Regions from separate parts of the Sus scrofa genome. Here region 2 is linked to region 1. The links are chromatin contacts, called in public promoter capture Hi-C maps. All regions are on one chromosome and are shown on one strand. Each heading gives the region's core, a stretch centred on a gene start, on an enhancer-like site or on the middle of the called end of the contact. The rest is flanking DNA. Distances are from core to core; before and after follow the strand shown. Region 1 holds the start of DGAT1 (diacylglycerol O-acyltransferase 1). Region 2 holds the start of SCRIB (protein scribble homolog).

What was found. Promoter capture Hi-C pulls out the DNA fragments that hold promoters and counts their contacts.
Region 2: a contact with region 1 is called in a promoter capture Hi-C map of liver, with 4 times the contacts expected there. The contact joins the promoter of SCRIB here to the promoter of DGAT1 in region 1. A contact is called at or near these places in 1 of 5 promoter capture datasets (liver) and 1 of 2 datasets of contacts at active chromatin or transcription factors (skeletal muscle).

The regions. Positions count from the first base shown.
Region 1 is chr4:450,420-455,708 of Sscrofa11.1, reverse strand. DGAT1 (diacylglycerol O-acyltransferase 1) reads right to left here and starts at 2,806. Exons shown (of 17, transcript NM_214051.1): 1 at 2,418-2,806. The coding sequence starts at 2,608.
Region 2 is chr4:820,537-826,483 of Sscrofa11.1, reverse strand. It overlaps SCRIB (protein scribble homolog), which reads right to left and starts at 1,559. Exons shown (of 38, transcript XM_021090546.1): 1 at 1,065-1,559. The coding sequence starts at 1,223. It overlaps PUF60 (poly(U)-binding-splicing factor PUF60), which reads right to left. Exons shown (of 10, transcript XM_021090445.1): 4 at 4,143-4,304; 5 at 3,979-4,071; 6 at 3,635-3,848; 7 at 3,359-3,549; 8 at 3,099-3,234; 9 at 2,670-2,905; 10 at 2,163-2,591. The coding sequence ends at 2,292.

The DNA of each region.
Region 1 (5,289 bases), core at 1,557-4,056:
AAGCACCCCTCCGGTCCTCTACGGACCTTGTGACCACCCCCAACCCAGGCGCCCAGAAGTCAGAGGCCCCGACTCAGGGAAAGAAACCCACCAGGCCTCAACACTGAGGTCCAGCCTTGCCGGTGCAGTCAACTGAGGTGGGCCAGAGGGCACACGGACGCGGCTGTCACCGGAGGCAGAGCCCGGCCACCAGGCCCAGAGCTGCCTTTATCACCCTCTCCCCTACTGCAGGGGTGGCCCAGGCCTCTGTGCCCTCCAGCAGTGTCACACCTTCCCACCCAGCCAGCAGGGCCACTCTAACTCACTGTAGGTGTCACCTCACTCAACACTCATGTCAACCCTGGGAGCAGGGCACCAAGGTTCAATGCTCGCCCAGAAGCACTGCCGCAAGCATGGGCCACACCTGGGGACCACACGGTGCAGCTCCAGGGCCAAGCAGAACAAGGAGGGGCAGAGCACCAGCACATCGCTCAGCTGCCACCTCCTCAGCACTTGCCCTAGGCTGAGCCCCGGCGTGCAAGGTGGTTGGGTGGAGAGGGAGAAAGAGATGACACCCCAGAGACAAACCCCCTGGGAGAGCCCTGCAGCCACAAGGCCCCTGCTTGGAGGGCCCGGGAACCAAGGGCAGGACGGCGCAACGGGCACGTGGGGCACCTGGAAGCAGGCAGCCACGAGGCAGAGCAGAAAGGGGTGCCCCTCCTTGGGCCGCAGAGCCACACCTGGTCACGGCCAGAAGAAGTGAGCTCACCTCCAGAGCCTGAACCCGCCTGCCAGGCCCAGGGGAGCAGGAAGTGGAGGGAGGGCAGGGAGGGGGAAGGGGAGGAACAGCCACAGGCAGGGAGGAACAGGTGGGAGGAGGACGACCGGGAGGAGGTGCACCTGCCAAACACCAAGAGGGCAGCCAGAGCAAGGCCTGGCCCTGCCCCAGGAGACCCCAAGTCCTGTGGCACCTGAGTCTGAGGGCAGAGCCTGCCTGTCCCAGGGGTCAGGAGGGGACTGCAATGGACCATGCCTGCCATGCACCGCGCCTCCACACCAGGGTGCAGCCGTCGAGGTGGGCAGTCAGGGCTCCCACTCACTCGGCCCAACCAGCAGGGCGACAGGAGAGGCTTCTGGCCACCCGGCCTGTGTAGAGCAGAAATGTCGCTGCCCATCCAGGGTGGCAGCTTGCCCCAAAGTTGGCACCCCCCAATCTCATTCAAAAGGATCCCAAATCCACTGCCTGCAGAGGGAGATGGGGCTAGCCATGCCGTCTCCTGGAGACGAGGACACCCCTGTCCGTTGCAGCCTCCCGCATTACCACTCAGGCCCACAGGAAGCAAGCACCCCTCGGGAGAGCTGGCCTCCTCCCCACTGGGGCCTTCAGGAACTCTGCCGACCTTTGCTCAGCGCTGACATTATCTTATCTCCCAGGTGGACTGTGCACCCCAAGGGCAGGGACAGGGCCTGCACCCCAGCTGCCCTCGCTAATCCCCCTGCCACCCCAGCAGCACCTGGTGAGGAAAGCCTCACTTCTTGTTTACCGAGACAGAGAATCTTGCCAACCCACTGACCAGTGGCCCGCTTCCTTCCTGATAACCTCTAGCTCTGGACCTGCTCTCAAAGCCAGAGCCCAGAGGGCCCTTTGGCCAGAACGAAGACCAGAGGTGGGGGAGAGGGCGCCGAGGCTGCCAAGGGAGAGCCTGGAGCCAGCTTAGCTTGTAGGACTGATCCAGTTCCCCGGGTGGCCCAGGCCCTCCCCAGCAGCCACAGCTGGCTCCCCGACTGCTTCTGTCAGTCCTTCAGCCCAACCAGGGGTGAGCGTCCAATTCAGAACCCAACTCTGTCCCCAGAGCAGCCACTGCGCTGCGAATCCAAGCAGGACCCCAGGCCAGTCAGTCGCTGGTGAGGGATGAGGGACCTTGCTCAAGACCTTTCTTAGGAGGTCTGCAAGGGATGAGAAATCCTCTGGCCCGCCCCCTGCCCGGTCCCGGGCAGTCCCACTCCCCGCCGGCCCACCCTCCCCTGGGAACCTCATCGACCCACAAGGCACTGCTCAGAGCCCAGGAGGGATCCCCTTCATCACACCCGCCGGGCCCCATCCCTCTCCTTCCAGGAAGAGGACACTACGTGGGGATGGAAGGGGCTCGCCCTGGGAAAGAGCCTCAGGGCCCACCTACGGATGTGCAGAGGGAGGACGTCTGGAAGCAGGGCGGCGGCCGGTCCCCCTCGGCGCTCCCACATGGACGACTCTCCACCCTTAAGTCTCCCCCTAAGTTTCCCCGCGGGAGCCCAAGGGGCACACCTTTCCAGGCGACGTCCGGGCGCCAAGCTCTAGGATTCGGAGCCCGCGCTGCCGCGGACACGACCGGGGAACCAGGGAGGGTCGCGAGGGACCCGGGTCAGGGATCAAAGGTTCGGGTCAGGGGCACCACTACCTCAGATCCCAGTGGCCGCTGCTCACATCGTCGTGTCCGTCCTTGTCCTTGTCCGGCGTCGGTGCGTCCCCCCCGGCGCCTACGTCCCGCACCTCCTCTTCTGCGGCCGCGAACCCGCTGCCGCTCTGGCTGGAGGGCCGCGACCCCGTCCTCCGGCGCCGGGAGCCGCCCGCGCCGCTGCGGTCACCCATGGCCTCTGCCTGCACCCTGCCGCGGCCGAGTCGTGGCCCGCCGGGCTCACAGCGCCCGAGGCTTGCGGCCCCGCCTCCGGACCCTTGGCCAACAGCCGCCACCGCCTCCTGCCGGCCCCCGTAGCGCGCGCGCGCCTGCCCGCGCCTCCAATCAGTGCGCGCCCGCTCGGTCGTCGCGGCGCTCGCAGCAGCGTCGCTCCCGGGGCCGCTAACTGGCGCAGAGCCCCGGCGCGCGCCCATTTTGTAGTCCGCGGGCGCGCGACGCACCCTGGGAATTGTGGTCGCCGCGAGCGCGCGGTGCACCCTGGGAGTTGTGGTCGCGGGGCGGCGGACACTGTTGCCCGCAGGACCGCGCAGAACGCGCGCGGCTTCCTAGCAGCTGCAAGCCTCTGCTGACTCTGACCGCTGCCTGCACCTTGTCCTACTCTATAAACACAGGGTTTCGTCAGGCTTCAGTCCAGGCGCGGAGTGTGAGGATGTAGCTTACTTACGAAATGCCTAGTGCGTTGTGGTCCAGGCGTCTCGGGCCAACGCCGTGTCCGTAGAGCTCGCCGCACCTGATACCCATCGCGTTGGTTCCCGAACGCCCACCTCGAGGCGCAGCCGTGCTCCGCGAGCCCTCTGGTTACCACTATATGCACCCGCTTGTTCTCGGCTTAGGTCTAGACAAGCGCCAGGCCAGAGGATGGAGCAAGAGAAAGGCCCAAGGCCCCACATCCCCGGGATACCCACTCTGCCCAACGACTGCCAGGGCCGCCACCTCTCCCCCGCAGGCCCAGGCTGGGATGGGACCACAGTGCTGCCTCCCCACCCCGCCCTCTTCCTCCCTAGTCGGCGGACTCGCAGAGCTTTCCGGTTTCCCACCTGGACTTGAGGATCCTGTGGTGCGGATTCGCAAGGACCCAGAGACTCCTGTGCCATTACACAGTCTGTGCAGTCATCCATCCAGTCGTTAAACGAAGCATCCAATCCACCACAAGAACTGCACGGTGAGACTCCCAGGCAGGCAAGTTCGCTTCCCACCTTGCTTGACGTGGATTTTGCACGGAGCATGGAGTGTGAACATCCTGGCTCTCCGGATGCAAGGGTTCTCTGGGGGCACAGGCCTGGTTTACCCAGGAAACACCCCTAGCAGCAGAACCCACTAGCCATTCGCTCCCCTGAGGTAAAAAGGTTGAGAAGAGGTTGCAAGGTTTCCACTCTATGCAAACAAACCAAGTGGCTCAGCATGAGGTCAGTCCACCTTCCCAGGCTCACCCTCATCTATCACATCCACTGACAGGCACCTGGGCCTCGTGGTGATACATTCTGCTAACAGCAGACCACTTGGGGTTGATGCCAGCCCCAACTGGCAGGCTGAAGCTACCTGGCAGCCTGCTGATTGGGTGGGAGAACCCCTCTCAGGTGCCCACACAACCTCGGTGGGTCAGGACCAGCCCCGTCACCTCTCCGGTGCCCCAGAAAGTTCATCTGTTCATCTTCAGACCTGGGCCAGGCAGAGGTAGGCTTTTCGGAGAACTGATCCCGAGGGAGGTCAGACCGAGGAAAGGGTCGGCTCCAGAACCAACAGCATAGGAGTGAACTCCGGGAGCTCTGCCTCTCCCTCCCAGCTCCTCTCCCCGGCAGCTGGTGGGAACCCCTGCGCCCACGGGTCCCTGTGAGCCTTCAGGCCCTGCCACTCTCCAGTATAGAGCCAAGAACTAGAGGGCTGGTTTGGGCTGGCACGCTGATTGGCAGAAGATAAGATTGACGGCTCAGGCTGCCAGTAGGGGGAGGGGCTGAGCGCAGTAGCCGGTGAGTGAAGGGTCTTGCTGGAGGCGGTTGCCTGTGTGTCTGCGTCCAGGCTCCAAGCTGTTGTCACCTGACAAGCAGCAGCAGGAGTGAGGCGACCAGAGTGGACCGTGGCCACCAGAGAGGACCAATCTGACCAGGGGCCTTGGGGGACCAAGATTCCGGCGCTGGAGTGGAGAGCAAAGAGATCAGGGCCTGGAGCCAATGGAGGGAAGGCATGGGCTGTGAACACACTAATAAGCACAAATAAGGAAGAGCCTCATGGGGGGGCAGCGCGCAGGGCCTGCTTTGGGGAGGAGGCGGGAATTGAAAGTAATAGTGGGCGGGGCCTCTGGGAAGGAGGTGGGGCCTGCACCTGCCCCGCCCACAGCCCTAGCGCCTCAGGCTCCTAGGTGTGGTGTGGCTGAGGGAGACAGGGGAGGAGGAAAAGGTCTTAGGTAGGTGGGGTGTCTGGGGACAAAAGTGTGCATGAGGTTTGTCCAAGAAAGCGCAGTGGGGAACGCCCCTGCTAGTGGCGGCCGTTTATGGAGGCCTGGGCCTGGGGTGAGGAACCTGCAGGCCTGGCCAGATAAAGCCCTAGAAACATTTTGGGGTTAGAAAGGGCCTCTGGTGGGCTCCTGGTTGGAGGTGCCTTGGGCATGCCAAGGCCTGTGAGGGGTAGGGTCCATAGGAAGATACCGGGCAATACGGTCAGCAGCCTGAGCCTTCCATGTTCAAGGAAAGCAAAGTCCTTTCATGAACACCTGCCGAGACCAGGGTGGGCTCGTTCCAGCCTCCGTCTTTCCCCCTCCGCCACCCCTCAGAGTCCAGGAGAAGCTGGAGAGCCCTGGGGAGGAGTGGGCCCCCAGGAGCCTTCCTCCCTGCCGTCGGTGCCTGCCCAGGTGTGAATC
Region 2 (5,947 bases), core at 310-2,809, 370 kb before region 1:
GCCCTCGGAGGCCTGCAGGGTTTCTCCTGCTGCCTCCCAGTAGAAACCAGCCCAGCCTCACCCTGTGACAAAAATTTGGCAACTACCAAAACAAAAGTATAACGAAAAGAGCAGAGAGAAGTTTACGTTGCGGTGCAGTGGGTTAAGAACCCAACAGCAGCAGCTCGAGTGGCTGCAGAGGTTTGGGTTTGATCCCAGGCCCGGCACAGTGGATTAAGGATCTGGGGTTGCAGCAGCTACAGTGTAAGTCACAGCTGCGGCTCAGATTCAATCCCTGGCCCGGGATTTGAACATGCCCCCTTACAAAGGAAAAAGAGCGAATGAGCACAGGTCTGTGTGCTGCCGGCACGCAGTATCTGCAGGTAAAGTGCGGGACCCGAGGTGGGTGAGGAGCCCTGGCCCGAGCCTGGAGTGGAGCCACACCCTTTGCGGCACACAGCCCCCAGGCGCTGGGCCACTTAGCACCCCATCTCCAAAAAGGAAATCCTTTTGTGATCTGCTTCCTCTAACCTCCTCTCCCAAGTGGCCTTTGGAGGAGGAAAACCAAGCTGACGGAAGAAACAAGGCGGTGAGAGGCAGGTAAGACACAGACGTGCCACGCACAAGCACCTTCGAAGGTCTCTCCCCACCTTCGCCCCAGCACCCACAGGAAGAAGAGGGCAGTCGGGCAGAGGGCTGGACTCCCCACCTCCAGGGAGGTCCAGCAAGTTCCCGTCCATTAGCCACACCAGGTTCACCTTCCACCCAGATCCACTCCAATCCCATCCACCTTGCCCCCAGGCTTTCAACCTGCAGCTCCTCCTCTGGGCTGTGACCATCCCCGCCCCCAGCAGGCACCTGATGACCGCTGCCACCTGGTGCCAGCACCCGCGGCGGGTGAGGAAGGTGCGGCTGGCCGGGGTGGGGCTCTGGCCAGTAAGAACCAGCAAGGCCGGCTGGAGACTGTGGTGTCCCGCCCCGGCCAGCGCCAGCTGAGAGCTCGGAGGAGCGAGCGGTCGCAGCCGGGCCAACCCTACGGACCAGAGAGGAGGGCTGGGCCGGAGGCAGGTGAGGCAGCCGCTCACCTTGGGCAGCTCGCGGAGCTGGTTGGCGTCCAGGAGCAGCTCCTCCAGGCTGCGGCTGTAGCGGTAGATCTCCTCCGGCACGGCCTGCAGCGAGCAGTGCCGCTTGTCCACCGACTCCACGTGCCGGTTGCAGCGCCACAACGGGATGCACTTGAGCATGGTGCGGGCAGGCGCGGGCTCGGGCGGCAGGCGGGGGGCGGGGCTCGGCCCGCATGAGCGCTGGGGCGGGGGAGGAGCGGGGGGCGGCCGGGGCGGCGGCGGCGGCGCTGGGCCCGGCCCGCGCTTGGAACGCTCGGAACGCTCGGGCCGCTCGGACCGCGGCGGCCTGAGCTGGGGGCGCGGCCCGGACGGCGCTCAGACTCTCAGGGGGCGGCGGCGGCCCCGCATCCCGCCCGGCCCACTTGGCCCTGCCAGTCCACTCGTCCGCCGCTGTGCCCCAGCCGGAACCGCCGCCGCTGCCCGCCGGACTGCCCCGCCGACAACCGCCGGCCGCCGCGCAGCCCGCCGGGAAGCCGAGGCCCGCCCTCTCCGCCCATTGCCGCCGGGAACTACAACCTCCATAAGGCCCCGCGGTGCCGGTGCCTCTGAGAACCCGTAGCGGCCCCGCGCACGGCCCGTCGGGAAGCCCGGCTTCCGCCCCGCGACGCCAACGCCCCGGCGCAAGGCATGGTGGGAGCTGAAGTCCGCTCAAAGCCAGTCCCAACCTGGCCGGGCCTCAAGCGTCCTGCTGCAGCCTCTCGCCCACCCGGCCCCCTCCCTCACTTGGCCTCGCGACTCCGAGATGGAGCCGCCCGGGCCTTGGCGGCGCTCCAGGTATCTGGCGGCTTGACGTGTCCGGGAGCTTGAGGAACTCTGGGCCAGCCTTCTCCCAGCACTACCTGGGGAGGTGACAGTGCAACCCGACCCGCACCCCGCCCGCACAGCAGGAAAGCCACGCCCACGACCCTCCGCTGCCCTGGGCGGGGACCGGGAACCTAGCAGCCCCCGCAGACCCCCGGGGACGCCTCCCCCGCCCCACTCAGTCCCCAGACCCGCCCGGTGCTTGCCCGGGCCCCCCCCACCCCCCCGGAGCCAATAAGACCACCGTCAGACAGGGACTCTCAGGGCCAGCAGCATCTGCACCTTTATCCACAGGCTGGGCGGCTGAGCCCCAGGTATCACCGAATCACTCTATAAAACCCAGAGGAAACAAGGAAAAAGTGCGAGTCCGGGGAAACGGGGCCAAGGTCACGCGGAGAGGTCACTGTTGTCAAAACGCTCCTGGTCATAAACTTCAGCCACCACCTTGCGGCCCGCAAACCAGCGCCCATTAAGGGCTTGGATGGCCTTGTGAGTCTCAGAGGCTACAGAAAACTCCACAAAAATCTTGACAATGATCTCCGCATCCTCCTCCTCGCCCTGCTTCTCTTGGTAGATGATGACACGGTTGACAGCACCAAACTTGCCACACTCCTCAGTCACCTCCCCTTCCAGGTCGTCATCGATGTCCTTGGGGTCCACCATGTTGCGCAGAACCATCACTGTGGACTGTGGGGGGGACAGCTGAGAGCTGTGGCTGGCTGGACCACCCCACCCCAGCCCACCCCGCTGGCCCCGGCCGCCCACCTCCTGCTTGCGGAGGAGCTTCTGCATCACCATGTGGCGGGCGCTGCTGCCCGAGATGCTCATGTGCTCCTGCTCACTCAGCATCTCCGGCCGCTCAGACTCGGGAAACAGCTCCTCCTCCTCCTTTTCTTTCTTGGGCTCCAGGAGACCGAGCGTCGGAGGGCTGGCCAGGATGGGGTTCACCACGCCCACAGACGGGATGGTGACGGGAATGGGAGGCCGGGCCGGGGTCACACCTGCAGCAAACCCACCAGGTCCAACGGTCACTCCCCCTGCCCCGCCACTCCCAGGAAGGAGAGCGCCGCTGAGCACAGCGGAACTGCCTGGGCCGAGGCGGCCAAGGAAGCGAATTAAGGGCAGCTGAAGGCGTCACGCCAGGAGGAGCGGGGCAGGGGAAGGAAGGAAACCCTGAGACCCAAGCAGGCTCACCTGTGATGACTCCTGGGGCCTGGGCAGCCATGACAGCCTGGGGTAAAGCCCCCAGGGGCTGGGCCAGAGTCAGTGCAGGGGACACCAGTCCAGGAGTGGCCAGGGTACCCAGGACCGCTGCTCCTGCCACTGCTTCCTGCAACCAGAGAGACCACCATGCTTAGTCCCTGCCCAATGGCTGCCTGCACTCAGAGCCAGCCATAAAGGACCAGAAGGGCCGGTGGCCCACAGTCAAACCACAGGATTGCACCAGCCCTCACCTGAGCCGTAATCTTAGCTGTGGCTGCAGCAGCAGCCACAGCGGCAGCAGGTGGGAGGCCTCCAGGTGTGGCAGGTGTAAGCAGGGGCATGGGGGGTGTGACGGCCTTGCCCACCCGCAAGTACTGGCCGCCCAGGTCAAAAAGGTTCATGGAAGACACGGCATCCTGGGACGACTGGGCCTTTTCATATTCTGCAGAGAAGGAGCAGCAGTGATGGTCAGCCACGGTGTCAGGCGGGTCTGGGCCCCGGCCCGGGCCCCGGCCGCTCAAGCTCACCAATGAAGCCATAGCCCTTGTGCTTGCCAGTTGTGGGGTCCCGAGCCAGCGTGCAAGATTTGATCTTGCCGAAGGCCTCAAACACGCTCTTGATGTCGTCGTCCGAGAGGTCCTGGTGCACGGAAGCCACATAGATGCGGTTAAAGGCTCGTGCCTCCTCGGCCAGCTGGTCTATGATGGGCTGGGCCTGCCCTATGTTGCTGGGTCTGCCCACCTGGGCGAGAGACAGAAGGTGAAGAGGCCCCCGTCAGCCAGGCTGGGGACTTGGGTCCCTGGAAGAGTCGCCCCGCAGCTTCTGGCTGACCGAGCACAGTGACCCGAGGGTCTGCCTCCTCAGCCCTCACCTTGATGTTCCGGCCGCCCAGCATCACGGAGTTCATCTGCTCCAAGGCCAGCTGGGCCGCTTCCGGAACCTCGTACTCCACAAAAGCAAAGCCCTGGACACAGGAACACACGGTCAGGCCGGGAGAGCCCGGGCGGGGGCCGGGCGGGGCGGGTCGAAGCTCACCTTGTGCTTCATGGTGACGGAGTCCCAGGACATGTCAATGCTCTTGATGGGCCCAAAGGGGGCAAAGGCCTGGCGGATGGTGTCCTCGCCCAGCTCGTAGTAGATGGAGCCCACGTAGACCCGGCACATGATGGCCAGTGCCCGCTGCCGCTGAGCTGCCATCTGGAGCAGGACACAAGGGGAGAGAGAGCCACTGGCTTGTGAGAGGGCGGTGGGAGGCTGGGCAGCCCATTCCCCTCCGGGCCCACCCACCCAGCTCCACCGTGGGGAGGGCTCCCCACGTGGCCGTGTGGTGCAGGCTGAGCCCCTGCAGTCAGGGTGGTAGGTGTCGGCAGGACCCCACCCCCAGGAAGGAAAGCCAGGCCTGAAGGAAGGACATGGATGCACCCTGGCCCACCCAGGTCCTGGGCCAACTGGCAGCCAAGCTGACAGGTGGTCGGGAGGCAGGGCTGAGTGCCCTCCGGTCTGGGACCGGGCACCCAGGTGGGCTGGGAGATCCTCCCAGGGTCCTGGCCAAGCGCTCCGACGGGGGGTGGGGGGGAGGTGACCGTCCAGGCTGCAGGGACCCACTGGTGTGGGGGCGAGAGAAGGGGCAGAAGGCAGGAGAGCTTCCGCCCAGGAGAGACCCTGGGGAGGCTCTCTGGAGAGAAGACCAAGAGCAGGGCTCGCGCAGGGCCCCAGTGCCTCGACCCTCACAAAAGGGCTGCCTGTAGCCGGGGACCAGCGGGAGGTGGCAGAGCCGCCACAGGGAGAAGCCCCAGGGCCCTGCTTGGGCAGACACCACCTCCACGCCGGGGCATGCCCAGCAGCTGCTCCCTCGAGGCTACTGTTCCCGCCCTGCCACCACGCACGCTACGTGCCAGGCAGGGAGGGTCCCAGCGCCACATGCAGGGGCCACCGGGAGAGGAGGCCACAGGCCCAGGGCAGGCAGGGGACCCCCGCACCCCACGAGGCCCCCCATAACCAGAGGCCAGCTTCTTTCTTCAGACACACCAACTGGCCTAGGACAGGCCGGGCCTCCCCAACCCACACTCAGAGTGGGCCCAGAAACGAGGTCCACCTCTGCCCCAAAGAGCTTCTCAACAAACAGGCCTCAGGCTCCCAGCTGAGACCAAGGACCACCCCCCCCAAGGTAGAAGCATGTCCCTTCTCGCACTGGGTGCCCTAGACTTGAAGCCATCTGCCCTTGAGGTCAGAGCTCTCCCCTTCAGCACGGGCTCCCCAAGAGGAGGTATGTCCAGAGCCCTCGCCCTGCCACATCCCCACAGACAAGCCGCCTCCCAGGGAGGGCACGGGGTCTGCCGGGCCCCCGAGGACAGGGCCGCGTCCCCCAGGGAGGGCAGCACGCCCGCCTCCTCAGCCTGCCTCTGCGGCGGGGAGGGGCATCTCTTTCCCAGACGCCTCTGCCGACGGCGGCCGAGACCAAGGCCGCTGCCTCCGCCTCCTCCCTGGCCCACTCGGGCCACAGCCACTGCCTGCGCCCTGGCCGCATGGCCTCTACCCCTCGTTGACTGCCAGGCCCAAGGCCCGAGTCCTTGTCCTTCCCTCGCTCATTGGCCTGGGTCCCCCAGCCCCCACCCCCTCCATCCATCCCCCCTCCAGGGTTTGATGGGGCCGAAAGTTAAGACCCTTCTCTCCTTGGGGGCCTGACCCCGACCGACCCAGGAGCCCGGGCAGCCTGGAGACTGGGGAGCTGGGGGCCCGGACGGCGCACCCTGTGCGTGCAGGCGGCATGGGTGCAGGTGGGCCTGGCGCGGGCAGCTACCCTCCTGGCCGGCTGCCCTCCGCAGTTACCTGGCCGGTTA